Regions from separate parts of the Mus musculus genome. Here all the other regions are linked to region 4. The links are chromatin contacts, called in public Hi-C, HiCAR-type and promoter capture Hi-C maps. All regions are on one chromosome and are shown on one strand. The core of a region is the stretch at or near the end of the contact, and the rest is flanking DNA. Distances in the headings are between cores, read along the strand shown. Region 1 holds the start of Uxs1 (UDP-glucuronate decarboxylase 1). Region 2 holds the start of Ercc5 (excision repair cross-complementing rodent repair deficiency, complementation group 5). Region 3 holds the start of Bivm (basic, immunoglobulin-like variable motif containing). Region 4 holds the start of Wdr75 (WD repeat domain 75). Region 5 overlaps Gulp1 (GULP, engulfment adaptor PTB domain containing 1). Region 6 has its middle 20 kb from the start of Mettl21e. Region 7 holds the start of Gulp1 (GULP, engulfment adaptor PTB domain containing 1).

Region 1 (3,734 bases), core at 287-2,786, 2.0 Mb before region 4:
GCAGGATAAGGATCATACCTATACATACAGTTAAGCACTCAGCTAACTTAGGCATTACTAATAAAACAGTAATAATTACTCAGCTGTAAGGGGTCTTTTTCTTGAATAATCATCTTCTTCAATACAGACCACACTTGAAGTTAATTCTTCCTTCCTTGCTGAAACCAATCAAATCTACCAAGCCACCCAGATCTAAAACTTCTCCTAGCAACCAGAAGCCTTTCCAGAGCTTCCTGGCTGCTGCTGCTGCTGCTGCTGCTGCTGCTGCTGCTGCTGCTCCTCCTCCTCCTGCTCCTCCTCCTCCTCCTCCTCCTCCTCCTCCTCCTCCTCCTCCTCCTCCTCCTCTTGCAACAGCTGAGCTGTAGCAGCCAGTCTGCATCCTACTAACACCATCATCCCATCAGTTGAACCCACGTTCCAAAGTACCTACTCACCTGGGAATCAGACCCTGGAAACTCAATCACTTAGCAGTTTTCATTCGAGTATGTTTGCCTGGGTGGCCAGGATTCAGAAGGAGCTCACTCACTCTGAGAGCTATTTTTAGCCCAATTTTGGTACTTGGTAAAGTAGTAATAGCTGTTATATCCAGTTGCACAGAGCAAAAACAAACAAACAAACACCAAAAAACTAGACTTTGCCTTCTCTGAGAAGCTGAGGGCCCCTCAAGATAAACAGGCTAAGGATCCAATTGACACCCGCCCCGCCTGCCCCCTATGCTGTGCCTCCTTCCGCGACACGCTGGAGGAGTACCTGGTGGCGCGGGAGGAGAGTGGGGAGCGGGGAGTGTGAGACAGGATATCAGAGCATGGCCACACAGGGCATCCACGGAGAATGGCAACACTCAGCTGCTGAGTAATTTTCCTGCGGAGCAAACAGTCGGAGCAGGGACCCTGCCAATAGCTATAATATTTTTATCCTACTTAACCAGCACCGTCCCCAAGGATGTCCCCGCGCCGCACTCTCCAGGTTCACCCTAACCCTAACCCTGGGTGCTGTGGACAGCACAGCACAGCGGTTCGGGTCAGTACGAGCTGGCGGGCGCTGCGAGGTTGGCCGAGTCCGCAGTGTCTACAGCTCGGGGAACGTGTCCACCGCGTCCCGGGCAAAGGCCCCAACACCGGCCACCGGTCCGACGCCGGGCCTACGCGGAAGCGGGCAGCAAGCAAAGCGGCCAGCGGCTCCACAGCACAAGTTCAGCCTCGTGGAAGCTGTGAACCGGTCCCCGGCCCTGAACAGCCTGCTGCTCGGCCGCAGCGCCCGCTCCCCGCCGCGCGGGAATGAATGGGCTCCCGCCCACCGCGCACGCACTCACAGGCGGCGTAGGCGAACAGCGCGATGCCGAGCAGAAGCTTCATCCTCCTGCGGTTGACTGAAGAGACAAGGCGCAACAGCCCCTTGCTCACCATGCCCGGGAACCGCTCGGGTCCGGGGCCTGCCGCGCCGGCCAGCCGCAGCACAATGCGCGGCGGCCCGAGCCCCGCCCCCGTGCACCAGCCCCACCCCCGCGCGCCCGGCTTCCTGCCGGCTAAACCACTGCGCTCGCGCGGCTGGGTCCCGGCCTCCGGCTCCGCCCACAGCCGTGCCCCGCCCTCATCCTCCTTTTCCCCGCAAGCGCAGTGTAATCCCTGAGTTTTCAGGATGGTGTCAATCAACCAGGGATGGGTGGGCACAGTGGGTGGCTCGGAGCGCGCATGCGCAGCCCAGTGTGCTTGCCCCCTTTTCGCTGCTGGGGTAGCGTTCGACGTTTGGCGCGGATCTCGGAAGTTCGCCTGCAACTTGCAGGGCGCTTGCGCGTTCTTAGTCCTACACGGCCGGCTGGGCTGTGGCCTCGCGCTGTTGGAGATGAAGAACTGGTTTGCTGTAATTGGTGTGTCTTGACAGTGAACAGTTGAGTTTCTATGAGTGCGGGGCTAGTAAGTTGCCTTCTTAGCTGTTCTTTTTGCAAGGCAGGAAAGTGATAAATCCCAAACGCGCCGGTGAATCGACAACACTTCTCTTCATTTTCTTTATTTTAAAGATGAAGGGTATATTATCATGAAGAGGTTGTTAATCGTTGGAATTTAGGACAAACCACACTGCAGTGGGAACAGCAGAAATGAGCAGGGATCATTTCTGGTACAAAGTGTATGGGAATAATTTCAGAACAACAGACACTTTGCCTGATCATAGTTACCAAAAGCGAGACAGAATGCTCTGGTTATGTCTTCTCCTTAAGCATAGCACAATGAGATCTGAGGTACTTTTCCTCTCAGATGTTTGAATATTAATGAGACTCAGTGTTGGCAGACAGTTTCACATTCATAACAACCCTGATAAAAGATAGAAACATGAGGGCTGCTTGAAGACCTATGAAGAAAGGGTTGCCATCTTCAGATTGTATGAGTGTACTGTAATGTTGGGATGTCTGCATGGTTAAGGAGGGAAGAACATAGACCGGAGACTGTGACTCTGGATTTTCATGTCTCCATCTGTAAGTCATTTCCAATTCAGGAATTTTCTGGTGAGTTTTAAGAACTAAAAACTATCCATTGAAAGGACAATTTAGAGCAAAAGCTCCACATCCTATCAAATAGGCAGACTCTTGTCAAAAGTAACTACATTAATAGTGTAGAACACAGAGGTTCCTAAAAGTGACCCATAAAACTTTGCTTTGAGCAATAGTGATAGGAAATGGTGAATTAATCAGTTGATTTTGGACTGTATCACCCAGTACTGTATTGTACCTGTCAAGCTATATCCTAAGGGAATGCATACAAAGAGTCTTCAGAAACACATGTTCTGCTAGGCCTTAGGGTATTTGATAGAATCAGAAAAGTCCTCTTTCCTTAAGATACCTTCCATCCATCTGTCAGGAAATTGTCATAATAAATGCATACCCTTTTGTCTGTAACATTGTACAGATCTATGGTGTATATCTTAAGTGCATCCAGGAAAGGAAATGGAGTTGAATGATATTCCCTGTGCACTAGGGGCTGTGGAGCTGGGTAGGTATATCTGCTCTGATGGGGTTTTCTGGAGTGCAACTGGATTATAATTACTACGAGAGCTCCAAAGAAGCAAGCTGCTGAAACATGAAAAACCTCCATAAAATAGTCTCTCTCCTCATGTTCTTCCCTGTTTGTCTCCATTGACAAAGACACATAGTCAAGGGCATAGACAGGGGAAGGAGATGGTACTGAACTGAGTCAAATGGAGGGAGGGAATCACCATACAACTATACAGCTTATAACATAGTAAGAAACATCAAGTCATATATAAAAGAGAGCATGTGGGAAGAACAGCAGATTGTTCATTTTAAGGTGATAATTTTGAAAGACAACATGTATGTGGACACATACAAGAGTAGGTACTTTACTATCATACTTCCTGTGCTTGCAGGTGACCAGCATAAGGCAAAGGAAGAGTTAATGATGTGGTGGCAGAATCTGCTTTAGAAGGTGGTGTGCAGATCCAGCTGGGTTGTGTGTGTGTGTGTGTGTGTGTGTGTGTGTTTGTGGATGGGGGGGGGGCGTTGCTTAATGTCAGTGGGAAATAACTAAAACATCTCAGCAGAATGAAACATAGAGTCTGGAGGGAGATAAAAGCAGAAGACTCCATGCAAGGATATCAATTTGTTCATATTAAAGCACAGAGGACCCAGTTTAATATGCAGGACTCAGCAGAAGCAGAGTAATTCAGCGAGACAGCAGCTCTAGAAAGCACAAGGTCTTACTTCATTCACATGCTAAAAGAAG
Region 2 (3,867 bases), core at 766-3,265, 1.6 Mb before region 4:
CATGGAGTGAGCCTAGGCAACCACTCCAGAACCTATGGCATTATTTAACTCAGTTTCACTCTTAGCATTTCTACCCTGCCAATCTTTCACTTAAAAAAAAAAATAAAGACAAAACAAAAGCCCTGATCTCTATGCCATCACTTTCTAGGTGCTTTCATAGGAAAATCAGAACAGCACCCCAGCTGTTGGTGGTAGTGACGTGTGCCAGCTAAAACTGAGGTTTGCATTGGTGGAGCATCTTGCCTACGTTTATAGAGATTCTTAGTTTGCTAGAGCTTTCATAATAAAGTACTCAGGTTGCTTAAAAACAAGTTTGTTTTTGTTTCGTTTTTTTTTTCCCTCACAGTTACATAGACCAAGACAAGGTCTGGCACATTTGGTTTCTTATCTTTTGGACTTGAAGCTGGTCACCCTTTTTGTCCTCCCATGGCCTTTCCTGTATTTGTGGGCATACTTTATGATGTTCCCACTCCTTCTTATTAGTATAACCGTTATACTGGATTAGAGGCCACCCTGATAGTCTCTCTGTATATCAATGGTGAGGTAGAAATCACATCCATGGACTTAGACGTATCTTCATGTTTGTGATCTATTACTGACCATGACTCTGTCAGACACAGAAATGGTTTTGTTAAGTTCTGGTTCATGTGCCCTTAGGTGCCTAATGGCCTTATTGTTTTGACAATCATTTTCTAAAAATCACTTTGAATACAGGCACATTGTGCAGTACTTATATTCAACACGTGAATTTTGAATTCTACATGGATACTGACCTGAATACATAGTAATTCCGCGGTCCAGCCAAGATCTGAACTATCATCTGCATGACCTCTACTCCAAATATTTTCCACAGGATGCAAAATGTCCTGGGGAGCATCAGACCTGAGACTTGAGAGGTCACTTAAGCAACATTGACGAACTCCCGCTATGCACTACTAAGGAAGGGGTGTAACACTCATCAAGATTGATACCAGTTTCAACATGTTTACAGTCTACTGCTGGAAGTGATAAAAATTAAACAGGCAATTAAATTGCCTTCAGTAAAATACGACTTTACTAAAATGCAAAAGTCCGTAATTTTACACATTGAGGGAATGCTAAACTGTAAACCACCTGTTTGGACATAGATACGTTTTTGCTAAAATTTGACTTCTGATAGACTTCAGCTGTAAATGAATTTTTTTCCCCAGAAATTATCTACTTCTATCCCTTCCTTTTTTTTTTTTTTCTTAGACAAGGCCATGTGAGTCTTGAGCTTGTGATATTCCTGCCCATCTCCCAGATATTTGTGCCACCATGTCGGGCTATCTATTGTTTCTTATCAATCTTTTTACTGGGTTTGAATAATTACAATACCGTCCATCAAAATTGAGCCATTGTATGCTAAGTGCTTTGCCCATATTCACTCTGCTCGGTAAAAGATTGTTCTTTTGTACTGCTTACAGATGACGGAGAAGAAATTCTGAAGAAACGTAATCTCCACAGAGCTAACTCTATAGTAAGGCCTCAAAGGGCTGCATTCGATTTAGAATGTGCATATCGTGTCTTTTCCTGGCTCTACTCTGCCCCAAGTCATTTTTCCCAATTGTGGAACTCAAAGTTTCAGATGCTGGAGGAAATTCAAAGTTAAGCACTGCGTTGTACTGCCATCCAGTTACTGCACGTTGTGAAAATATTTGCCTTCACCAAAGTCAAGATGCTCATCTTTCCGTTCTTTTCTTGTCGAACCCAATACTTGGCGCCAAATCGGCAAAGCTGGGGAGGCAATGGGGAGACTGATACTGAAAATGCACAAAGGAGACCTCACTCCATTAAGAAAGCCAATATGTGCAAACACTTTTTGCGCCTAACAGTCAGCCGAACAGAGGCACAGATTCAAAACCGAATCGCCACACACACTGACTTCGGGAGTGCTCGGGCGTGGGATTTACGTGTCAAGTGTCAACGCGGGAATCCCAACCCTCGCGTTCACTTGGAAGCCAAGAGGTTTCATCGTTTGGTCAGCGGGAGAAATCACTCGCGACCGGAGGAAGGCTCGGCGCTGGCGTCACCGGTGCTGCTTCTCAGTACTTTTAGGCGTGCCAGTACTGGGGCTGAAACCTTTCTGCTCCTCCCACCACATTTAAATTCCGCTGTTCTTTCGGGAGACCGGGTCCGCTCCGGAAGTGCGTCAGCGCCGTGTTCCTCCTTCAAGCCCTGGTGACAGCGGGTTCCAGGCGGAGAGCGGTGGGCTCTGCGTGAGTTGGTGGCGCTGCGTGCTGGTGCGGGGCGCGTCCTTTATCCTAACGGGAAACAAAGGCCCCGCGAGCCCGGCCGAGAGAGAGCGCCTGCGCCATGGGAGTGCAGGGGCTGTGGAAGCTGCTGGAGTGCTCGGGCCACCGGGTCAGCCCGGAGGCGCTGGAGGGCAAGGTGCTGGCCGTGGGTATCCTTCAAGGCGGCTCCGGAGCGCCGGATGAGCGCCTGCTCGGCGACTGGGCTTCGTCCGGGACTTGGTGCTGGGGGTCGATTGGGTGTCTGTCTATCTAGAGTGCAGGCCTGCGCTCCTTAGGCCGGCCCATTTTGTGCCCCCTATGCTTTAGTTCTCACAGCAGAGTGGCTACAGAGTTGTCGCGGAGAATAAGGAGATTTAAATGATAAAATTTGGTATAGCGTCAGGCTCCGTAGTACTGTACATCTGAGAAGTCATTCTGTCAGAGTAGAGGGGGGGAAAAAAAAGAAGAGTTCCGAACCCTCCCACCCTCCTTTTTGAATAGTTACCTCTTGTTTGTTGGAATAAAAAAAGTTCATACGGTGTATAGTGAATTAGTTTCCTCCAGCTTCTGTGATGGGTGTGTGCATTTTAGTTTTGTGTCATTGGAGTTTTGTTTTTCTCCCACTTTGAAAATGTGATACCAATTTTGAAGTTTTGTTTACGTTTATCTGTTCCACGGCCCGTTTCACAGTGCCTCTTTTATCTTAGAAGGTACTTTTACATAGTTTTCTTAATGAAAACTAGAAATTCCTGTAAATAGTTGCTGAATGTGCGTACATGCCTGGACGTGTGTCCGTAGGTGGTGGCATGCCATGCCATTCTGTAAACTATGTCAGTTCTTCACGATGTGCCCAGCTTATAATTAATGGAGAACTTGCAGTTTTGAAAAATCACATTTTATGCCAAATACATCAATGACAAAAATTAAAAATTTGTCTTACAAGTCTTTGCACAGGGTACCATAAACCCTAGTGGTTTCTCGGCGTCACTGCTGTTTAAGGATTTCTTCATTATTTATGATGGAAGAACAATTTTTAGTGAGGGGGTTCTTAAATTCTCATCAAAGGGTTTTAGTAGTGGTAGAGCACTTTCTTAGTATGTATGATAAACCAGAGTTCCATTCACATCTTTGTGAGAAAGTATTGCTGACAACACCATCAAGGAGTTACGTTATTTTCTCTTCCAGCCCTTATAAACAATTAGGAAGTTAAGCATCCTAGCATTCAGGGTTGTCAAATGAAAAGTAATCCATGTAGATTATTCATAAATGGCTGTGTTCCATTTGGGGTGTGAAGTTATGTTTATGAGGTTATTAAGCTCTTCTGAAATAATGGATCGTTTAAAGAAAATCGTGAGGGATTTTGCCTACACTCACATGTAATCTGGTTACTTCTGTAATTTAATTTTCTGTGTTTCATCATGAGAATTCTGATATCTGAAATTTAGGTGTTAGAAATTTATTCGGTTTGCTAATAAATAAATCATCCACAATTATCTCAGGTTTGTAATTTACATACTTTTCCAAATAAACTGTTTGGGTTTTAGACCATGTGAATAGCTGAGTGTATTATTTAAACAGTTTATGTCTGTGTCAAAAAAATGTTAGGAAATAACAG
Region 3 (3,872 bases), core at 80-2,579, 1.7 Mb before region 4:
CGCGCGTGGGACTATGCTGTGCCCAAGAATGTCACAACCCGAGCGGTGGCATGTCCAGGAGAAGGATGCCACACGTTCTGCTGAACCTGGTTAAGAACCGCAGGCTCCACTTTCTCCGGACAATGACAAACTTGTGTTACTCTTGCCACTAGAGCATCACTTTGGGAACGAATCCGTCGCAAGTTCTAGCCAAGGTGAGAGGAGAAGGATTGGCCTGCGCTGTGACCAGTCTTAGTAAAGTCTTCTGCTAGTGGATGAGTGGGTCAGAGTGGAAAACGCGTCCCGGGCCCCTTAGCTTCCTGGGATATGTAGTCCGCCATAGGACTAGCGGAAATCCTGCCAGGAGTTCACCCCCAACTACTTTCGTCCCTTCCCTCCGTCCCTCACTCTCCCTCCTCCTTTCTCCCCCCCTACCTTCCTTTCTACTTCTTTTTTCAACTTTGGAGCACGGCTTTCTGGCAACCTTAAATACTACAGTTGCGCAACTAGCATGTCTGGAGTCACAGCAAAGATTTCCCAACTTATATTTTGTTCAAGGTATCCACCGCAAATGGCAGGTATATAGTAAACGCTGAAAGGGAGGCTAGGTGTTATCAATGATACCCAGTCACTCGGTGCTATTCTTGTGCGCTCAATGGGACGAAAGATTCTGGGCCTTGGGTAGGAGACTTGAGGATGCAGATCTGGTGTTGCCTTCCAGCACCAGAGTTCCGGGACCCAACAGGAACAGAGGTATTCCCCAGCGGAGGGCCTAGCCCAGGCACTGCGGTGCGCTCCGCCTCTCCGTAGCGCCGTCACTGCCTCGTTGCAGGACAACCCCCACCCCCACCCCCACCCCGCCGCGCCCCTGGAAGGATCTGGGTCGAGCTGAGTCTCTGAGGAGAGATGTAAGGGATAGAAATCACCAGAAGAAAGCTCGGCCTGAGGGGGGTGCATCCGTGGGTATCCCTGTACTCTCTTCAGGAGCGGGTCTCCACGCTGCGCTAGCGGATCCCAGGCACCCGGCCTGCAGTGGCCATCCTCTCTTTGCACCCTCGCTTCTCGGCCAGTGAGGTCAAGAGGAGTAGCAGGCTTTGTCCTCCCTCCACGGGGTAAGGGGCGTGGAAAACATAGACGGCCTGGTTGTGAGCCAAGGCAAGGGGATTCTTTTTCCCCCTGCCCCCCCCCCCCCCCCGCTATTGTTATTATTGGTGATATAATCATTCATCGCGGCCTCCCCTCCCAGCTCTCAGGCTGTCACTGTCTGCGTGCCACCAGCCTCTCCAGTCCCTAGCGCGTAGGAAGCGGCCCCCTTCAGGCCTGCGCGCTCCCCCTCCTGGCGAGCCTTTTCTTCCGGCTGGGAGTGAGGGAGCAGGCCGGGAGGAGGTTACAAGGCTTTAGATCTGGTCTTGGCCAGTGGGGACTAGGGACGCCTGGCACTGGGTTGGCCACCGCAGGACAGTAGTGGGAACCCGGCACAGTAGCGCTGCAGCAGTTGCACTTGCAACATCCCTGCTCTCCCGGTTCTCCTCCACCTGCACCTTTGTCACCTTCAGGTGCTTCGGAGCCTCAAAGAGGGGGCAGTGGGAAGTCTCCTGGCTCCTCAGAGTCTGAACTCCAGAGGGCATCATGTGCTGCATGAATCTCATACTCACAGGTAGGCCTCCCAGGTCTGGTCTGGTAGTCTAGGCAAGGGCGCTGATAGAAAAGGGGGGCGGGGGGGGCACCTGGCTGCTGTCTTAGCAGCTCTTATCAATCCTCAGCAAAACACTTTTCTGGGTCTCAGTTGCTTTCTATGCAGAATATTGATTATACTGTTTGTGATATGTGGAAGGCTTTACTGAGATTTTATTGGATGTCTAGCTCTCTACTGAATGTGATACTTCAGCATGTAGACACGAAAGGCACATAAATGGAAAAGAATAAACTCAGGCAATCGATATCGGTTTTGCAAACAGTATGTTTATTTGACAGAATTGTTCATTCCAAAGACTTTCATAAGTCATTCCTCTAGTGCCGTCCTAGAAGCTTGGGGTTTATATTGCTTATGAGATACTGTGAATAAATTGAGTGGTATTCCGCAAGTCCTAATATGTTAATCAAAACGAGGGAGAACAATTTCAATAATGCCTAGTGCATTGTAGACACCTAAAAATGTTTGTTAGACCTGGCTTCTACAAGACTAGGCCTGGAGATGCAATTTCAGGAAAACTAGACTTTCAGGAGTTAACCATTTGTGTACACACACACACACACACACACACACACACACACACATTTAGAAAGCTTAATCATATTCTAGAAAGAAAAGTTCCTCACTATGGATAGGGTATCTGGCCTAGTTAGAACAGCAAAAAAAAAAAAAAAGTTCTTCAGAAAGTGACATTTGAGTATAACTTTGAAAGATGGATGAGAATGAATAATTAGTAAGGGGCTACAGGAAGACAACATTCAGAAAACCAAAAAGTAATGTGGAAGGACAGAAGAAGGTATGTAGGGTAAGGAGTTGATCTTTTGCTTCAATAGCTGAGGGCCTTAGGCAGAAAATTTCTATGAGGATATATATGTAGCAGACTTTACTCTTTGATGTCTATGCAGGGATCAGACTAGAAAGAACAGCTCAAAGGGTGGGTGGCATGAAGTTATAAGCATAAAGATAAAAGCAGATATAAACCCCAGATAGCTGCAGATACAGTGCTGGACAATCAATCAGCCTTCATAACTCCGTTTTCCCTGAGACTACCATTGCATCTTACTAGAATAATCTATGCCTGTAATGGTCTTGTTTCCAGTAGTTGTGGCTTTCTTCATTCTAAGAAAGCAGGCTCTGAGTGAAGTCCTAAGGATACCATAGCAGAAGCCCTTCAGAGTTTAACTACAAAGGGTGGAGATGCAGATCAGTCACGGGATGCAAAGAAGTAGAGTGCCAGCATGGGTTCTGGGTCATTCTTTTTCATTTTCTGTGAATATCTTCTGATATTTCATAATTTTCTACAATATACTTTGTGTCATCAAACCTATAAATATATGTATTTTCAGAGATATTCACATAAAACAGTGGTTCAAATGAGGAAATGTTGATATCTTTCATTTTCAGTGACAACTATGTAAAATCTTCAGGTAGATGGCAGGTTTGTTTGTTTTTTTTTAAGATAAAATGAGAGCAAAGAGATTATTTTTATTCAGTGACCATTGCTTAAAGCATACAATCCAAAACCAGATGGTTGCATGTTTTATAAATCAAGTGTTTTACTCTTAACAGCTTCATCTCCTAGCAATTTCCATTGTATTTTTTCATTCATAAATGAACCTGTTTCCCTTGGCAATGTTATTTGGTTAGCTTTGGTTATTTGAGCTAGGGTCTTGCCCGGTGTGTACTGGGCTAGATCAGAAGTAGCTGTGTAGTTTAGTCTAGAGTAGATCTTGCAGCAGCTCTCTTGTATCTGCATCTTGAGTCTTGGAATTACAGAAATGGGCTACCACGTTCTATTTTGACCATACTTTTTTTCTTTCCATATGTTCCAAATGAGCATAAAACCATCAAACTCTGGTACATTGTACTAGTCCCATAGGCAAAATTATATTCAAGGTGAGCGAGGCAGTGATGGCAAGGTAAGGTTAATGTCGGGTTGTGATCTACAAAAGGTAGAGCCTGGGGTGCCTGGGATGTACTGAATCAAGCTTTCCCACTGCCCCAGCTGACCATCTGTTGTTTCCTATCGTTCCACACCCAACCACAGACACATTATACCCCTCTACCACACAGCTTTTAAAGAAGAACGTGAGCATCACAGACAGGAAGTGGGCAATGGAGAAGTGGAGAAACTCAGTGCTCAGAGGAAAGGAAGCAGTGTGGTCTGCAAGCCTCATGCACTGTACATCCTTTGAGTCTT
Region 4 (3,479 bases), core at 914-3,413:
GAGTTACTTTAATATGTTCGTCTTTAGTTAAAGGCTATTCCTGGCTGTCAACTTGACTATATCTGGAATGAACTACAAACCAGAATTGGAAGGCTCATCTGTGATCCTGATCTTGAGGCTGGGAGATACAAGTTTCTGACGTGGATCTTGGCATGGAAAATCTTAAGGCATAGTGGCTGTGGAAAAACTTTGCCCCAGGCAAGGTAGTACAGGCCTTTAATCCCAGGAGACTGAGGCAAGGAAATCTGTGAGTTCAAGGTCAGCATGCGACAAAGCAAGTTGCAGATCCAGGTGTGGTGGTACACACCTTTAATCTGGGTCACACCTTCTGCTGGAGACCTACATAAGGACATTGGAAGAAGGAAAATTCTCTCTTCTTCCCCTGTGTGCCTTGTGGAACTGAGCAACTGATAGATTCTTGGACTTTCATTCACTGCTGCTGCTGACCATTGTTGGGGAGTTGGACTACAGACTATAAGTCATCAACAAATTCCCTTACTATATAGAGACTACCCATAAGTTCTGTGACTCTAGAGAACCCTGACTAATACAATGACAAAACAGAAAAATCAAAGTATAAGAAGACATTACTCAACCAGTGCACTAGCACCAACAGTGTTCCTGTTCTATGCAAAGGAGGATGAAGAGAAGGATGAAGAGGAAGAGGAAGAGGAGGAGGAGGAGGAGGAAATGATAAATATTAAGCTGTCAAGAGAAAATTTGGTTCCTAAATGTTCATGCAAAAAGAAATAAAAACACAAATTATAATTTTATTGGAAATGTTAGTAGATTAAATTTTTGCATGGAAAGAATCCTTTCACGAGTTTAGTAGTCCAACTAGCCTTTGTCCAATCAGAAAGCCTCATTCTTTCTTAATTTAAACGAAGTTCACCAAACAGTAAAACAACTGAAGTAAAAACTAGTTTGATCATTTATTTTCTTCATTGTCTCAGAATATAATAAGCATATATCCGATCTCAAAGTTTCCAAGTTTAAAGGATGTATTACTTAGACATCAAGAGTCTAGGGTGGGATGGGGGGTTAAGCTCACTATGTTCTTCCACTATGAAAAAGCATACCATAATTATGAAAAAGAAACTCTTTAAATTTGAGATAAAAACAGAATCAGTATCTTCCTGTCTAGCTCTGTCTCCCCAAACTATGAACCCAACAAAAACTAATCGTCTCTCTCTCTCTCTCTCTCTCTCTCTCTCTCTCTCTCTCTCTCTCTCTCTCTCTCCTGCCTAAAGATCTATAGATGTTTTGACCCTTAGGATTATATTTTTCCTGCTATGAATCAGCATAAAGTTATGGTGAATTTCAAATGTATCAAGAATCTGCTCCTGTTAGGGTTAAGATATCAGATGCCCTTCCTTAGGGGTCGTTAAGAGCCAGCACAATGGAAAATATTGACAAACGAACGGTTCAACACAGATATGCAGCAACCTCGAATACAAAACACAAAGTGTTAAGAATCAACATCCTCAGAAGTGGATGCTCACAGTCAGCTACTGGATGGATCACAGGGCCCCCAATGGAGGAGCTAGAGAAAGTAACCAAGGAGCTAAAGGGATCTGCAACCCTATAGGTGGAACAACAATATGAACTAACCAGTACCTCCCGGAGCTCTAGCTGCATATGTATCAGAAGATGGCCTAGTCGGCCATCAGTGGAAAGAGAGGCCCATTGGACACGCAAACTTTATCTGCCTCAGTACAGGGGAACGGCAGGGCCAAGAAGTGGGAGTGGGAGGGTGGGGGAGTGGGTGGGGGAGCGTGTGGGGGACTTTTGGGATAGCATTGGAAATGTAACTGAAATAAATACCTAAAAAAAAAAAAAAAAAAGAATCAACATCCTCAGAAGTCAGGGCTTCTGAACAACAGGAACTGAACAACTGGAGCAAACCGGACATCACTGCAGGAGCCCTGACACCAAGGTGTACTTTTATTCTGGAGTCGAAACTGCATTGGCAAGTGTGGCGTAGATGCTACAGGAACTTAGCGATGCTCATAGAACCGCCATAAAGAGCTAAAGCGCCCCACTTCAGTTACCATTGCAAGAAGACGCTCTTTGAACCCCGCCCCCTCCCAAAAAAAGGCAACGGAGGGGGGTGGGATAGGAGTAGGGTGACTGCGTCATCTTGCTGTCGCTCAATCACAGTGACAGAAAAGGCAACGGCTTCAGTAGGAGAAAGGATGTTCACTTCCGCTTCTGGCGGAACCTTTAGAGTCCGGTAAAAGAGGCCGAAGAGAAAACTCTCTTCTGTATCGAATAGCTGTAGCGGCATCTGGTATGATTTAACTTTGTGCGTGGCTGTTGGGCTTTACTCCTTCTACAAGGGTTTTAATTTGACCCTGCCCAAACTAAAGATGGCGGCGTAGGCGTGGAGCCGACCATAGAGTCTCCAGGCTAGAGAGGCCCAGGCGGGCCGCGGGCGGAAGAGTAGGGCCAGGCCAGTCGGCCTATGAAGGAAGTTCGTAATCCGGCCGGTGCTCGGTGCTTCCTGCGCCTGCGTGAAGATGGTAGAAGAGGGAGTCCGCGTGGTTCGCTGCGGCGGCAGCCGGCTGAACTTCAGGAGGGCCGTGTTCTCCGTGGATTCCAAGTATGCAGTAGGCTGCGGGTCAACAGGGCTCCGGGCACCGCGGGCCGGGGAGGGGAGTGCCCGGCGCGGCGCGGCCCACGGTCGGACTGCGAGGCTGGAGTCCGCGGCGCCGCGCAGCGCATGGACCGACCCGGAGCTCCCCGGAGCCGCCCGGCTTTGCTGCTGTGTCTGTGTGCCTTGCACCCAGGACTCCACCTGCGGGAAGGTTGGCGGTTACAGGGGCAGGTCAGGTGTCTACAAGGGACTAGGAGCCGCTCGGTTGGAAAATGGTCACTCTCTCCGTATGTGCACCGGTCTGACCATGCAGACTAATGTTCACGTGTGGAACGTTTTGGACTTCAAAATCATTAATGATTCAGCCTTTTTCCCGCAGAAAAACATCATAATTACCAGGCTCCTTTTTTCCTTTTTTTTTTTTTTGAGTTTTACATAAAAACAGATGTTAGATCTGTAGGAGAAAGTGTCTATATGCACACAACTTTTACAATAGTGGCTTTCAGTTCGCTGCTTGTCAGCTGGCATTGTTGCTGCCACGTTGTATCATCTAGAAGAGGTGTGTAGTAGGGCTAGTTTTTCAGAGCACTCTGAATGTAGAGATACTTAGGCTCAGTTGTTTGAATGCTTGATCCCCAAGAGGAGCAATTATTCCTGAAGGATTAGGAAGCAGACCCTCCTTGGAGGAGGTGTGCCAATGGGGCAGGCTTGAAAGGTTCAAAAGCCTAATCCATTATCAGCTCTCTGCACAGGGATGTCTCCTGTACTGCTCCAGCTCTCTCTCTCTTTCTCTCTCTCTCTCTCTCTCTCTCCCTCTCTCTCTCTCTCTCTCTCTCTCTCTCTCTCTCACACACACACACACACACACACACACACACCCATC
Region 5 (3,532 bases), core at 643-3,142, 1.2 Mb before region 4:
GCTGTGTAGGAATTAAGGGTTTTGACTGGTATAGCCAAAGGAGTCATGAAGATTGAAGTATTTTGTTCTTCAGTCTGGATTAATGGTAGGCCTCTATCCTGAGTTGAAGAAGCCTACTATTGATACCCAACTCCTGAAAATTACTTAGTATCATGCCTTATGATCTCTAAGGAAACTCTGCAGGTGGGCTCTTGCAGCAGAGAGCATTGACATAGAAGAAACATAAGTGTCATGTCATAGCCACAACATTGACAAGTAGTACAACTGGAACAGTAGAGGAATTGCCCCTTTTGGGGACAGAGATCCCTGAACGTCTGAAACTCACAGTTTATACTCTGGCCCAGTGAATCACTCGCATCCCTATGTCTCTTTTTCAAATAACTAAACCAAAGATTTCTGTGAAGAGAGAGCTGGCTGATGCGTTTGTAGTATGTGACCCAAGAGAAGGACTGAATTCTGTGACCCATGGGTTGTCTCCATTCTTACCTCAATTCCTAATTTAAAACATGATGCATCTTAAAAATCAATGAAACCACCTTGAAGATGTAGTGTAAGGTCAGATTTGGGGCTAGTTCACACTGTATGTTGTCTCATGTTGGATGTTCATGATGAACGCGTGACCAGTATCTGTATCTGTACCGAATTATTTCAGAATGTGGAGTATATCATATTAGCTATCCTGCCAGCATAGCAAAAACATCTCAAAGATTTTTAGATTTTTACCTTGTCTATCTTTGAGATATTTTTCTATAAATCTATAAATATTCTATAGATAACTTTCCATAGAGAAGTGTCTACTGTCAGGAACCATTAGGAAACCCCACACTTTCCAAACAGACATCCATTTTATGGCAAAGATGAATTTTAGGTTTGTATTTATATCCTGAGCTTAGCTCTGTACCGTAATTGTGTTTCAGGTTGTATTTCCCATGGATCCTTGCATTCTGCCTGTCTAGAGAAATGTTTCGTTGCTCACTCCTTTCATTGTTGTTATTTGGTGTGCTCCTCCAGCTGACAGAACAAGGTAACACCAAGGAAATCAGTGCCCTCAGCACACTTCCAGAAGGATTGCTTGTGGCTTTCTTAGTTGCTTCCTAGTGTATTGGATTTACACACACTGACTAATTTCAATGATGAACAAGCCTGCTAAGCGTCTTTGCTAAGTATCTGTTAGCTCATTACTTAGGTTTGTGGAATCCTCAAGGCAGTGTTCCGGGTGAGCTCAGGACTTGTTTGTGGCTTTCTGTGCCTCTGTTGCCTTGTTGAGTGCTATCATAATTGCAGATGATCAACTTTAAAATCTAAATGACCTTTAAGAATCTAGTCGGGTGTTTATGACAAGAGTGTTTTATTATTTCACATATCCATTACTGAAGGCTCATTTAAAATTTCACCAAAATCCTGAAAAAGTAAGTCAAATTATCTTTGTTTTATAGATGAAAAACATGACATATAAATGATTAAAATCGTTTGCTTTGGAATTAGTGAAATAATTAAGACATCTGGTTGCTAAGGTTCACTGACCTGCTGTGCAAAATCCCATCAATAAAGGAAACTTAGCATAGTTATTTATGATTTTTATAGATGGTAGTACCTTAACTGAGCCTCAGTATTAGCTAAGTGTTGTTCTTCTGAGTCTAAAGTCTTTGGTGGTTTTAGATACCTTTAGGAATACAAATGATGTGATCACTAAATGCAGTTTTATTTCTTCTCTTTCTGCAGCAGAGTTTGTAATTATTGCAAAAAAGCCAGATGTTAGTGGCCTTCTGGACTATATTCCCTTTCCTATGGCTGGCTTTAGCTTACAAAACCAACCTCAGCTATTAGGGCTGACACTGTGGTTTGTGCTGATGACTGAACAGACAGTGGCCACGGTGTGACTCAGCACAGCTCTCCTGGCCTGGCTGCAGACTCAGCAGATCAGCAATCTGCCTGGGGGCAGCTTTGGTCTGCGGTGGAGAGGCTTATCTGGAAAGCCAGAGAAAACAAAGCAAGATGCCAGTGGAAGTCAACTGATGGCTCCAACTTCTCTGTGTGGTGTTATGTGTCAGGTTTATGAACCATATGGCCAGAGAGCTATTTTATTGTAGGGCCATTTAGCAAATAGGCTGGTGTCAGATTCCAGATAAATAAGTTTACATTTTGTGCTGAGAGCATTTTTATCAGAGGGTGCTGTGTTTTACAAGTGCTCACATGAGAACAAGATGCCTACTGTACACAACGCAATTGAAGGATTCCTCAGGGACCCACAGAGAGATGCCTTTCCTGTGTCAATAAAGACCTCTTTGTTTCACAGACATTTCCCTCATTTTGGACTGGAATGTTTGAATTAAAAAACAGATGAAGCAGGCTCTGCTCTGCTGGTGCCTATCCATTTGGGCTATTGTTTTGTGACATGTAATAACTATTTCTTGCAAGGAAGAGAAGTGTGTTTGTTTTTCTGATTTCTTTAACAAGTGTCTTTGACACTACTTGCATGCTGAAATTTTGGTGACAGGACTAAGGCAGCATAGTGACTCACTATGAGCTTTCCATTTCAGACTTTAATGTTCCCCAGGTTCTGACCCAAATCTTGGGTTTTATTCATGTGATTCGGTGTGAATTCACAGTTAGGATGTTGTGGGATCTTTGTGTCTCTGTTCCGTTGCCTGTCATAAGCTCCATGTTACAAAGTGGTATCACACTTGCTGTGGACAGTCTTGGAATATGGCTAATAAGATGTTTAGTTGCAGGGACATTTATTATGGATTTAGTCCTTTGTTGTCCTGTGAATCACCTGAAATACCAATTTTGGAAGTGAAAAAATGGAATATGAGCAATTCTATGTGATTGTGAATACTTAATCTGTAGTGTTTGCTGTACTAATAGAGTTTATTTTCTGCAGGGGCTTCCTACTGTTCCTGTTATTTCCATGTGAGACTCTGCATCCAGACGATGAGTGGTCAATGTACAAACAGAGGACCCTCAGTCAGAGAATCTGTGGTCAGCATCAAGTGGGCATGGAGGAAACTTTACCATTGCTAATAGAGGATGAGCAGAATTACAGAGTTAGGAGAAGCACATCTAGTTTATTAATTATCTAAAAACATTAATGATTCTCCTGGGTTGTTATTATCTTTAGGAGAAATTATTTCAATTTGTTTTATTTGGCATTTAATTGCCTCCTTCCACCTCTGCCTTTTTCTGCTGGAGATTGAATCTACTTGGGAGGAAAGAAAGAAAGCCGTTCACTACCTAGCCATTCTCCCAGCCATATTTGTTCTGTAAATTTCCTTTATGCTCATTGTGCAAACTTTAAAGTTCATTATACTAAGTCTGGTCCTGAATGGGTGGTGTATGGAATAAGGTCCCTGTGCTAAACACTTTTTTTCTAGAAATATGGACATCAATTTCAGGGTTTGTAGTCATAATTTTGTAAATTGGACAGATTTCTTTCAGTGGGAAAAACCATGTTACTGGATGAAAAAGTCAGGCTCCCTCTAGGGTGTGTAGAGTTAAGTTCCTGGAGTTAGGCTAGTGTAAGTTTCATGAG
Region 6 (3,501 bases), core at 459-2,958, 1.6 Mb before region 4:
CCTTAGAACCTGCAGTTTCTCCAGGCCATGTGCTTCTATTTTGCTTTCCTTCTTCTCCTCCTTCTCTGCATCCTCTCTCTCTGAAACCTCCTTCTTCTCCCAATTTCCCGCTCCACTTTCCCCCTTTTCTGCCCAATCATCAGGCCTTCTTTATTTTACAGATTAAAGTGGGAAGAAGGTTTACAAGAAATCACCTGAGTGCTGACTCATTCCTTGTTCACAGCCTCTCACAGGAATTGACATCAAATATAATTAGCCCTAGGGCTATCCACAACACACACACACACACACACACACACACACACACACACACACACACACAGAGAGAGAGAGACAGACAGACAGACAGAGAGACAGGCAGACAGTGAGACAGAGAGAGAGAGACAGACAGAGAGACAGCGAGACAGAGAGAGACAGACAGACAGAGAGACAGCGAGACAGAGACAGAGAGAGACAGAGACAGACACAGAGAAAAAGAGAGAGGAGTCAGTCACATGCAGTTAAATATATGTGTGCTATTTAAAAAATTTAAACTAGTCTTTATTTTCTACTTTCTTGGAGCATTTATTTCATGGTATGGGTAGAATTTATACAATTTATAGTTAAAAATGACTGTTATCAAATAGTGTATTCATCTAATATGTCAGTATAAGTATCAAATTATAATGTTGGATATTTACTTCTTGGAATGAATTTACATAAAATTTTTACAAGTTATCTCACTTATCTAAGTCACAGCTCTTATTTATTTTCATTGGTTTATTTGGAAAGACAGGTTCTTTTTGCAGGTCACTGAGGCCTCATCATGGCAAGTGTATGCAATTTCAACTCAGCTTACTTTCAGAGTTATCATTGGGGGAATAGGATCTAAATTTTTGTTTTCAAGTAGTCAGTAGAAGAAAAAAAAGAATATCCACATTTTTGTTTTCAAATAGTCAGAGAAAGCAAAAAAGAAGGGTAAATAAAAACAAGTATGTTCTAAAGATATGCAATATTCACATTCAAGCTAAAATCTCTCCAGATATTGGCTTCAGTCTCTTATATTTACCAAACTCCATGTGCAGTTCTTGCATGCCTAAGACAATAGTCCACGGGCTTCATATTCTGCTGGTCAACTTAAGAACTAATCAAGAACAGGCACAATAAGAATATTGTCAGAAATATCAGGCTTCTCCCACCTTGTCTTGGAAGTATCCAGGGCAGCCATTAGAAGTTAAAAAAAAATCACCTTTTCCTCTTTCAACTCTGGAATATTCTATAACTATATGGCCTGGCCATTGCTCTGCATATACATTGGCACCATCTTTTGAACCTGATTCTCACAGGATAGTTTCTCTGACATTATTGAAGCACATAGAGCTACCCACGACTGTATCAGCTGTTTCTTGCGAAGGGTTTCAGAGAAGTGAGTTTGACTGAGCAATTCATCTTTTAGAATCCAAGTGCCTAATATCAGACAGACATCAGCCTAACAGACCCTGGGGATGATTCCCACTGGAACAAGTACAGTCTGTCCTGCAAGGTGCCTCTGTTCTTGTCGTCCGCTGCCGGAATAGCAGGAAAAGCTTTCTGAAGGCGGTTTCCAAGAGTTGCTGTCCTTAGCTCACCCCACAGCTCTGTTCTGTTCTGCTGATACAGTGAACATCCACTCCTAGTAGTCAGGGAACAAACAGCGTCACTCATTGAGCCTAGTCACTAACAGATCAGGTGATGTTTTAAAGTTCAGCCCCGCCCACCTAGCCTTCTCTGGTGAAAGGCCACTTGAGGTCATTGTACACTTCATCCACATCACTCTATCCCAGCCATCTCCCAAGTTTAGCCCATTCTTGGAGTCTTTATATAACTTCTCTTTTTTTTCTTTGAATGACTGCAATTAAGATCCTCATATTTCTGGTTAGATCGATGTGGTGCTCCTGAGTTCTCTTCGGGCCCGGGGCCTAAGCCGCGCCAGGCGAGGGACGGACATTCATCATTCATGGCGAATGGTCAGTCATTGCGAATGGCGACCGCTCTTCTCTTTCTGCCAGCGGGCCCCTCGTCTCTCTTCCCCATCCGTATGCCGGTGGTGCGTGGAAGGCAGGGGTGCGGCTGTCCGGCCCCAGCGCTGACCCGCGCGCACTTCTTGCAGTGGTTCGCGTGGTCCTCGTGGGCGTGTCAGGCGCTCGGTTGTCCTTTACGTGGTTCACTTCGGTCGTGTCTCGCTTGACCCTCTTCCCCGAGGTGGGGAATGTGGCTGGTGGTGTTGCGGTTGCATACCCTTCCCGTCTGGTGTGTGCATGTGCTCTGCTTTTTGCAAGCCTCCAGGTGCTACTGGAGCGATCCAGGTTTTGCCCCCTAGGTGCCCGCTTCTGAGTTGGCGGCAGCGCTTCCGTTCCCTGGCGTGCATCCAGGCTGCGTGTTTTTTTTTTTTTTTTTTTTTTTTCCCCCGTTTGTGTCTGTTCTGTCCGAGAAGCCCGTGAAAGGGGGGGGGGGGGGGGTCGAGGAGAGAGGAGGGGCGGTAGAAAAAAAAAGATCCTCATATTTCTTTAAATTGATTATTCCAAGTGCCCCATATTCTTTGCAAACAGAAATGTATTTTCTGTTTAGACTCGTTGCTGGATCTATACATCCATGTCATATGCATGCTCTTTCATATGGGGAGGAGGCTCGTCTTTCCAGGTATGTCTCAAGCTAATTTGTTCTCAGGAGACAGGCAAACACAATATTCTTCATTTAACTGGTAGCCGATTAATAGGGAGGCAATCCAAATTCAGATTTTCCTGCAGAGTGCAAGAAAAGAACACAAGCTTCAGGACAGCAAAGGTCAGAGTTCCCATCCAAGCGGTGACATCTATGTAACTCTAGGGAAGATGCCCGTGCCCACTGGGTCTCCACGCTTTATCATGTACATTAGACGAATGCCTTTAGGGATCCTAGAAAAGGAACTACGTGGGTAATTTCTAACCCAGACCCTAAAGCAGTATGAATTCCACTGATGACAGTTATCATTCAGTACAGGTTAGTAGATGTGACAGTTCTTCAAATGAGTAATCCAAGCAGGTCACTCTTCTCTGCTTTTACAGCACTGCACACAAGGCTGGCGTGCTGCTGGAACCCGTCCTTTCTCCTTTATGCCTTCATCCTCCAGCTCCTTTGCCCAGGATGCTGCTCAGTCACCTTCACTCATCCCTGGTAGTGAATTCCATACCATCTTGCTGCCTTCAGGGCACTGGCCACCACCCTCCTTGCTTGTATTTCTCCCCTTTCCCTGCCACTGATATCCTTGCTTCAGCTCCTTTGCACCAATCTAAAAGTCTCCAGGGGAACTGTCCACTTTGACGCCTGCTATGACTGCAGCCTTGGATTGGTATAATGTGACTTTTTAATGAATAGTGAATGAATTAATTAATAGTAAATGGATGAGTGAATGCATGACAACCATTAGACAACTTTCTAAAGAATAAAAGCCAAACTCTAAGAAAAATGACATATAGTTATATTTATTTGCCATGTCTGGCATGG
Region 7 (3,455 bases), core at 42-2,541, 1.2 Mb before region 4:
CAGCCTGAGGTGCAGGACAGCCAGAGCTGGCTTGGAGCTCCCCAGGCCTGTGATAAGACCTGGTCTTCTGGTTCTCAGGCTCTTGGACATCCAGGTGCGGCTGGAAGCTGAGGAAGAGCTGAAAGCAGAGTGGGGGCCCGAGGGTTGGATCTAGCCCAGGGCCAGGGTGGGGGAAAGAAGGGAGGAGCTCTGGCTGGTCTCAGGGGAGAGTCCTTGGCTTGAGTTTAGCTTGGGCTTGGGTCCTGGCTGGGAGCACAGAGAGGCCTTCTATGGAAGATTACACAGTGGCTCTGTAGACAAAGGTCATCTCCGTGTCTCCCTGCGGCAGATCCTGAAGAAAAGAGGCAGTCCTTGGTTTTAAGGCATTTATTGTCATGGCAGAAAGTGGATGTGTAAAACCATACCCCCCTTCTCAGGGTGGGCCTGAGATTAAATACCTTTTACAGGGAGAGTACCTCATTAAAATAGAGATTAGATTTGAGCCTATGTGACCACAGGTCATATCCTCTACCTGTGGAGGGGCTTGGGGAGTTGCGCTTATGTAACTGATGACCACAAATCTATGGAGGATGGAGGTGGGGCTACAGCTAGTGACAGAGGCCTGGTGTCCAGGAGCAGGCAAAAACTCCTACTGTCCCTTCATGGTCTCCTGGGCATTTAGCCTTAGCTCAACCAGGGACCAGCTACCTTTCACCGCCCCACGGGGGGGAGGGGTAACGTGCAAAGATTCAGACAGAGTTTAAAAGAGAAAGAAAGAAAGAAAGAAAGAAAGAAAGAAAGAAAGGAAGGAAGAAAGAAAGAAAGAAAGAAGAGAAGAGAAGAGAAGAGAAGAGAAGAGAAGAGAAGAGAAGAGAAGAGAAGAAAAGAAAAAAGAAAAGAAAAAGTCTAGTCCCTGCAGCTGCGTTTCACGAGGCTGTGGAGAGCCCTCCTCACTTATATTTATGCCCTTTCTGTGTCACTTTCTTTTTTGTTAAACCTCAGAGGTGTTTTAAATTCTTACCAAACAGCATCTGTGGGAGGAGGTTTAAAAGGAAACCTGGAGCTGTGGAAGTGGGGCGGGGCCGGTGTTTTCTCTCCGTCTGAAATAAGAATGGACAGCTTCTTCTGGAAACCGGTTTCTTTCTGTCTTACTCCCTAACCTCTCCAGGTCTGCCTTTAAAAGCAGGACAGTTCTGCATTACTGCAGAAAACCCCACCAGCGTCCCTAGTGCGCACACAGAGCCGGAGTTTTCTTCTGGCCGAGAGGGGGAGCCCGGCGATCCTAGCCCTCAGCAACCGGGAGTCCCGACCCAGCCCCTGCCGTCGCCAGCACCAGTTTGGGCTTCAGCGGATTAGAAGGAGGGAGAGGACCAGAGCCCTAGGGTCCGGAGCCCAGTGCCTTTCGAACCTGCACAAAGTTTTCCTGTGGGATACGAACACGCGATCGTGGGCCACGGTTCCCGGAGCTCCTGTGCCTGCCCCAGCCCTGCGACCGCATCCCTCTACAAGCCAGGGTAGGAAGCGGGAGCGTCTCTGGTCCGGCCAGCTATGGCCAGGTGGCGCGGAACCAGGAACAGACCCCGAGAGGAAAGCGCAGTTAGCAGGAGGGTGAGGAGGGCACCGGGCTGCGACCGCTTATAGGTTGCGCAGATTCCGACCCCGAGGGCACAGGGAGTCTGTGGGCACTGAAAGAGGGACCTGTTGCTGCAGGCGGGGGCAGTGAGGGAGGAAGATGGGGCCACCCAGGGACGCCAGCCCTGTGCCTTCCCGCCGCATCCTCCCCTCGACCCAAGGAGGAACTTCTGGGCGAGGTGGGGGCTAGCAGGCGTCGGGAGCAAGCGGTGGGGGGACGCTGGACCATCCCGCCCGCTGCGGGTGCATGGAACAGAGGCTGCTCAGCAAAAGGAGGCATCGCTGGGTCAACTAGGCGACCCGAGAGCCAACTTCCTCCAGCTTGGTCTCGCTTTGTTTGGGTCGCTGTAAAAATGTGGGCAGCGGCAGGGGAGGCGGCAAGGAGCTTGTGACTGGGCCGCAGATACTTTAAAGCCCTACGTGGGTAGGGCCCCCACTCTCGGGCGGTGTCCATGCGGCTGCCCTTTGGCTAGGCCGGTCAGATCCCCGCTTCTGCGGGCGTTATGTTAGTGGGACTCAGCTTGCCAAGCTTGCTTGCTCTGGTCCACCTCCTGGTGGTGGCCCAACTGGCTCTCTATCCTGGGGCTGCTGGGCTGATTTCCCTGTTTGCAGGAGGGAACTCTGGGCAGTCTAGTTTTCTTGGAATGTGTTTACAATGTAGAATGGGACTTGAACAGGAAGCTGAACGCTGCAGCTAGAAATAGCGTGCCAAGGTAGAGTGAGGGAGATACAGCTGCTGTTGGGGAAACTCTCAAGTGTGGGCTGGCAGTCAAGGAACACCCCTACCTCACCCCGACACACACACACACACACACACACACACGCACACGCACACACACACACACAGCGTCTTAGTTTTTCTTGATGGAGCTTGTCTTTGTTAATAGACATTTACGTGCGATATTTCAGTCTGTTTGACAACATAATATCAATTAGGAAGATTTAATAACTGTGTATTCTGTCTGCTTTTAAAAATGCTGCACCAACATTTAAGAATGAAAACTTTCTAGACTCTGTCAATTCTATTAATTCTAGGGCTTGCAGAGGCCAGGATACCTATGATTTTATGTAGTCCATATGGCTGAACAGGTCGTAAAAGAGTACGAATTAGAAAACAGAGTAAACGATGAGAGGTGGAAAATCCTGAAAGGAATTGGATTTTTTTTTTCAGTTTTGCAAATTGCCTGGTTGCTCTGCCAGCCTTTCCCTCCTTCTTCCTCATAATCAAATAGCTAGAAATTGCTAGAAAACCCACCGAATGGGAGAGTTTGGACGCTGGTGTCTGCAAGCTTTTCTAGAAACAACGGTGAGACTAAGGTACTGCTTCACTGCATAATTAAACTCTCCTTGAGCTGTCCAGGAGCATTTCCCAAGTTTTTAAGACTGACAAGAAAAGAATGGAAGAATCTGGCAGGCAGCCAAACTAGACTGAACTCAGTAGGCAGGCCTGAAAGAGACTCGGGAAGTTGCAGGGCATAATTTGAATGGCTTGGTGGTGGTACTGGGGCTTAAATAGGGGGGTTCTTTTAAAATGAAAACTTTAAATGACTAAGAGTCTTTGGGGAAAAAAATAAAAACAAAAACAATTGACTAAGCATAGAATGCAGTTGAATATCAAGGAGAGTTAAGAAGGCCCAAAGGGAAGTGTGGTCCTTTCCACCCTTGCTCTGAAATAGCAACAGTTTGCGTGTGCTTACCCTGTTACTCGGTCTTCTCCAGATGCACCTTGTTAGCTGCCACTTCAGTCCTTCAGGCCTTGACCTTTCTTCTTTGTTTTCATGGCCAGTAAGAATGAAAGACCAGCACTGAGCAGATGGTTTTCCACCTAAATTGATTAATTCAAT

The links. Promoter capture Hi-C pulls out the DNA fragments that hold promoters and counts their contacts. A called contact is a pair of places that touch in the nucleus more often than the background predicts. HiCAR-type assays count read pairs that join an accessible place to other places. Capture Hi-C pulls out chosen DNA fragments and counts their contacts.
Region 1: a contact with region 4 is called in a promoter capture Hi-C map of liver, with 3 times the contacts expected there. The contact joins the promoter of Uxs1 here to the promoter of Wdr75 in region 4. A contact is called at or near these places in 4 of 39 promoter capture datasets (cranial neural crest, liver and pre-B cells), 1 of 484 Hi-C or Micro-C datasets (CD4 T cells), 3 of 115 datasets of contacts at active chromatin or transcription factors (astrocytes, embryonic stem cells and large pre-B cells) and 2 of 9 other capture datasets (adipose tissue and liver).
Region 2: a promoter capture Hi-C map of embryonic stem cells shows a contact between it and region 4, with 8 times the contacts expected there. The contact joins the promoter of Ercc5 here to the promoter of Wdr75 in region 4. A contact is called at or near these places in 16 of 39 promoter capture datasets (the 3T3-L1 cell line, 3T3-L1-derived adipocytes, the C10 cell line and 10 more), 6 of 115 datasets of contacts at active chromatin or transcription factors (astrocytes, embryonic stem cells, fibro-adipogenic progenitors and 3 more) and 2 of 9 other capture datasets (adipose tissue and liver).
Region 3: a contact with region 4 is called in a Hi-C map of uterus, with 4 times the contacts expected there. The contact joins the promoter of Bivm here to the promoter of Wdr75 in region 4. A contact is called at or near these places in 14 of 39 promoter capture datasets (the 3T3-L1 cell line, 3T3-L1-derived adipocytes, the HPC-7 cell line and 9 more), 11 of 484 Hi-C or Micro-C datasets (LSK cells, cerebral cortex, cortical neurons and 3 more), 11 of 115 datasets of contacts at active chromatin or transcription factors (cardiomyocytes, embryonic forebrain, embryonic limb bud and 6 more) and 2 of 9 other capture datasets (adipose tissue and embryonic stem cells).
Region 5: a contact with region 4 is called in a HiCAR-type map of astrocytes, with 3 times the contacts expected there. The contact joins the enhancer-like site here to the promoter of Wdr75 in region 4. A contact is called at or near these places in 4 of 39 promoter capture datasets (the 3T3-L1 cell line, cranial neural crest, hippocampal neurons and 1 more) and 2 of 115 datasets of contacts at active chromatin or transcription factors (astrocytes and embryonic stem cells).
Region 6: a promoter capture Hi-C map of liver shows a contact between it and region 4, with 4 times the contacts expected there. The contact joins the enhancer-like site here to the promoter of Wdr75 in region 4. A contact is called at or near these places in 5 of 39 promoter capture datasets (cranial neural crest, liver, maxillary cranial neural crest and 2 more) and 3 of 115 datasets of contacts at active chromatin or transcription factors (astrocytes, embryonic stem cells and pro-B cells).
Region 7: a HiCAR-type map of astrocytes shows a contact between it and region 4, with 4 times the contacts expected there. The contact joins the promoter of Gulp1 here to the promoter of Wdr75 in region 4. A contact is called at or near these places in 8 of 39 promoter capture datasets (the 3T3-L1 cell line, cranial neural crest, frontonasal cranial neural crest and 4 more), 1 of 15 datasets of contacts at CTCF or cohesin (the NIH/3T3 cell line) and 3 of 115 datasets of contacts at active chromatin or transcription factors (astrocytes, embryonic limb bud and embryonic stem cells).

The regions. Positions count from the first base shown.
Region 1 is chr1:43,826,303-43,830,036 of GRCm38.p6, forward strand. It overlaps Uxs1 (UDP-glucuronate decarboxylase 1), which reads right to left and starts at 1,537. Exons shown (of 15, transcript NM_026430.4): 1 at 1,313-1,537. The coding sequence starts at 1,406.
Region 2 is chr1:44,145,729-44,149,595 of GRCm38.p6, forward strand. It overlaps Ercc5 (excision repair cross-complementing rodent repair deficiency, complementation group 5), which reads left to right and starts at 2,016. Exons shown (of 15, transcript NM_011729.2): 1 at 2,016-2,422. The coding sequence starts at 2,335.
Region 3 is chr1:44,118,639-44,122,510 of GRCm38.p6, forward strand. It overlaps Bivm (basic, immunoglobulin-like variable motif containing), which reads left to right and starts at 1,330. Exons shown (of 10, transcript NM_144558.4): 1 at 1,330-1,636. It overlaps Poglut2 (protein O-glucosyltransferase 2), which reads right to left and starts at 135. Exons shown (of 10, transcript NM_023645.3): 1 at 1-135.
Region 4 is chr1:45,793,003-45,796,481 of GRCm38.p6, forward strand. Wdr75 (WD repeat domain 75) reads left to right here and starts at 2,164. Exons shown (of 21, transcript NM_028599.3): 1 at 2,164-2,602. The coding sequence starts at 2,520.
Region 5 is chr1:44,583,074-44,586,605 of GRCm38.p6, forward strand. The region is part of intron 1 of Gulp1 (GULP, engulfment adaptor PTB domain containing 1); the gene reads left to right. Among named protein-coding and RNA genes, the nearest start is that of Gulp1, 33 kb to the left of the region's middle. Within about 2 kb of position 1,893, at least 110 of the 459 cell types and tissues checked have an H3K27ac peak or open chromatin away from gene starts, as enhancers often do. A contact at or near this core is called in astrocytes and stem cell-derived epiblast-like cells, where this site is marked.
Region 6 is chr1:44,196,788-44,200,288 of GRCm38.p6, forward strand. No RefSeq gene overlaps it. Among named protein-coding and RNA genes, the nearest start is that of Mettl21e, 20 kb to the right of the region's middle. Within about 2 kb of position 1,709, at least 32 of the 459 cell types and tissues checked have an H3K27ac peak or open chromatin away from gene starts, as enhancers often do. A contact at or near this core is called in liver, where this site is marked.
Region 7 is chr1:44,550,380-44,553,834 of GRCm38.p6, forward strand. It overlaps Gulp1 (GULP, engulfment adaptor PTB domain containing 1), which reads left to right and starts at 1,292. Exons shown (of 11, transcript NM_028450.3): 1 at 1,292-1,493. It overlaps Gm39635 (a long non-coding RNA gene), which reads right to left and starts at 1,078. Exons shown (of 3, transcript XR_865406.1): 1 at 1,001-1,078; 2 at 1-331.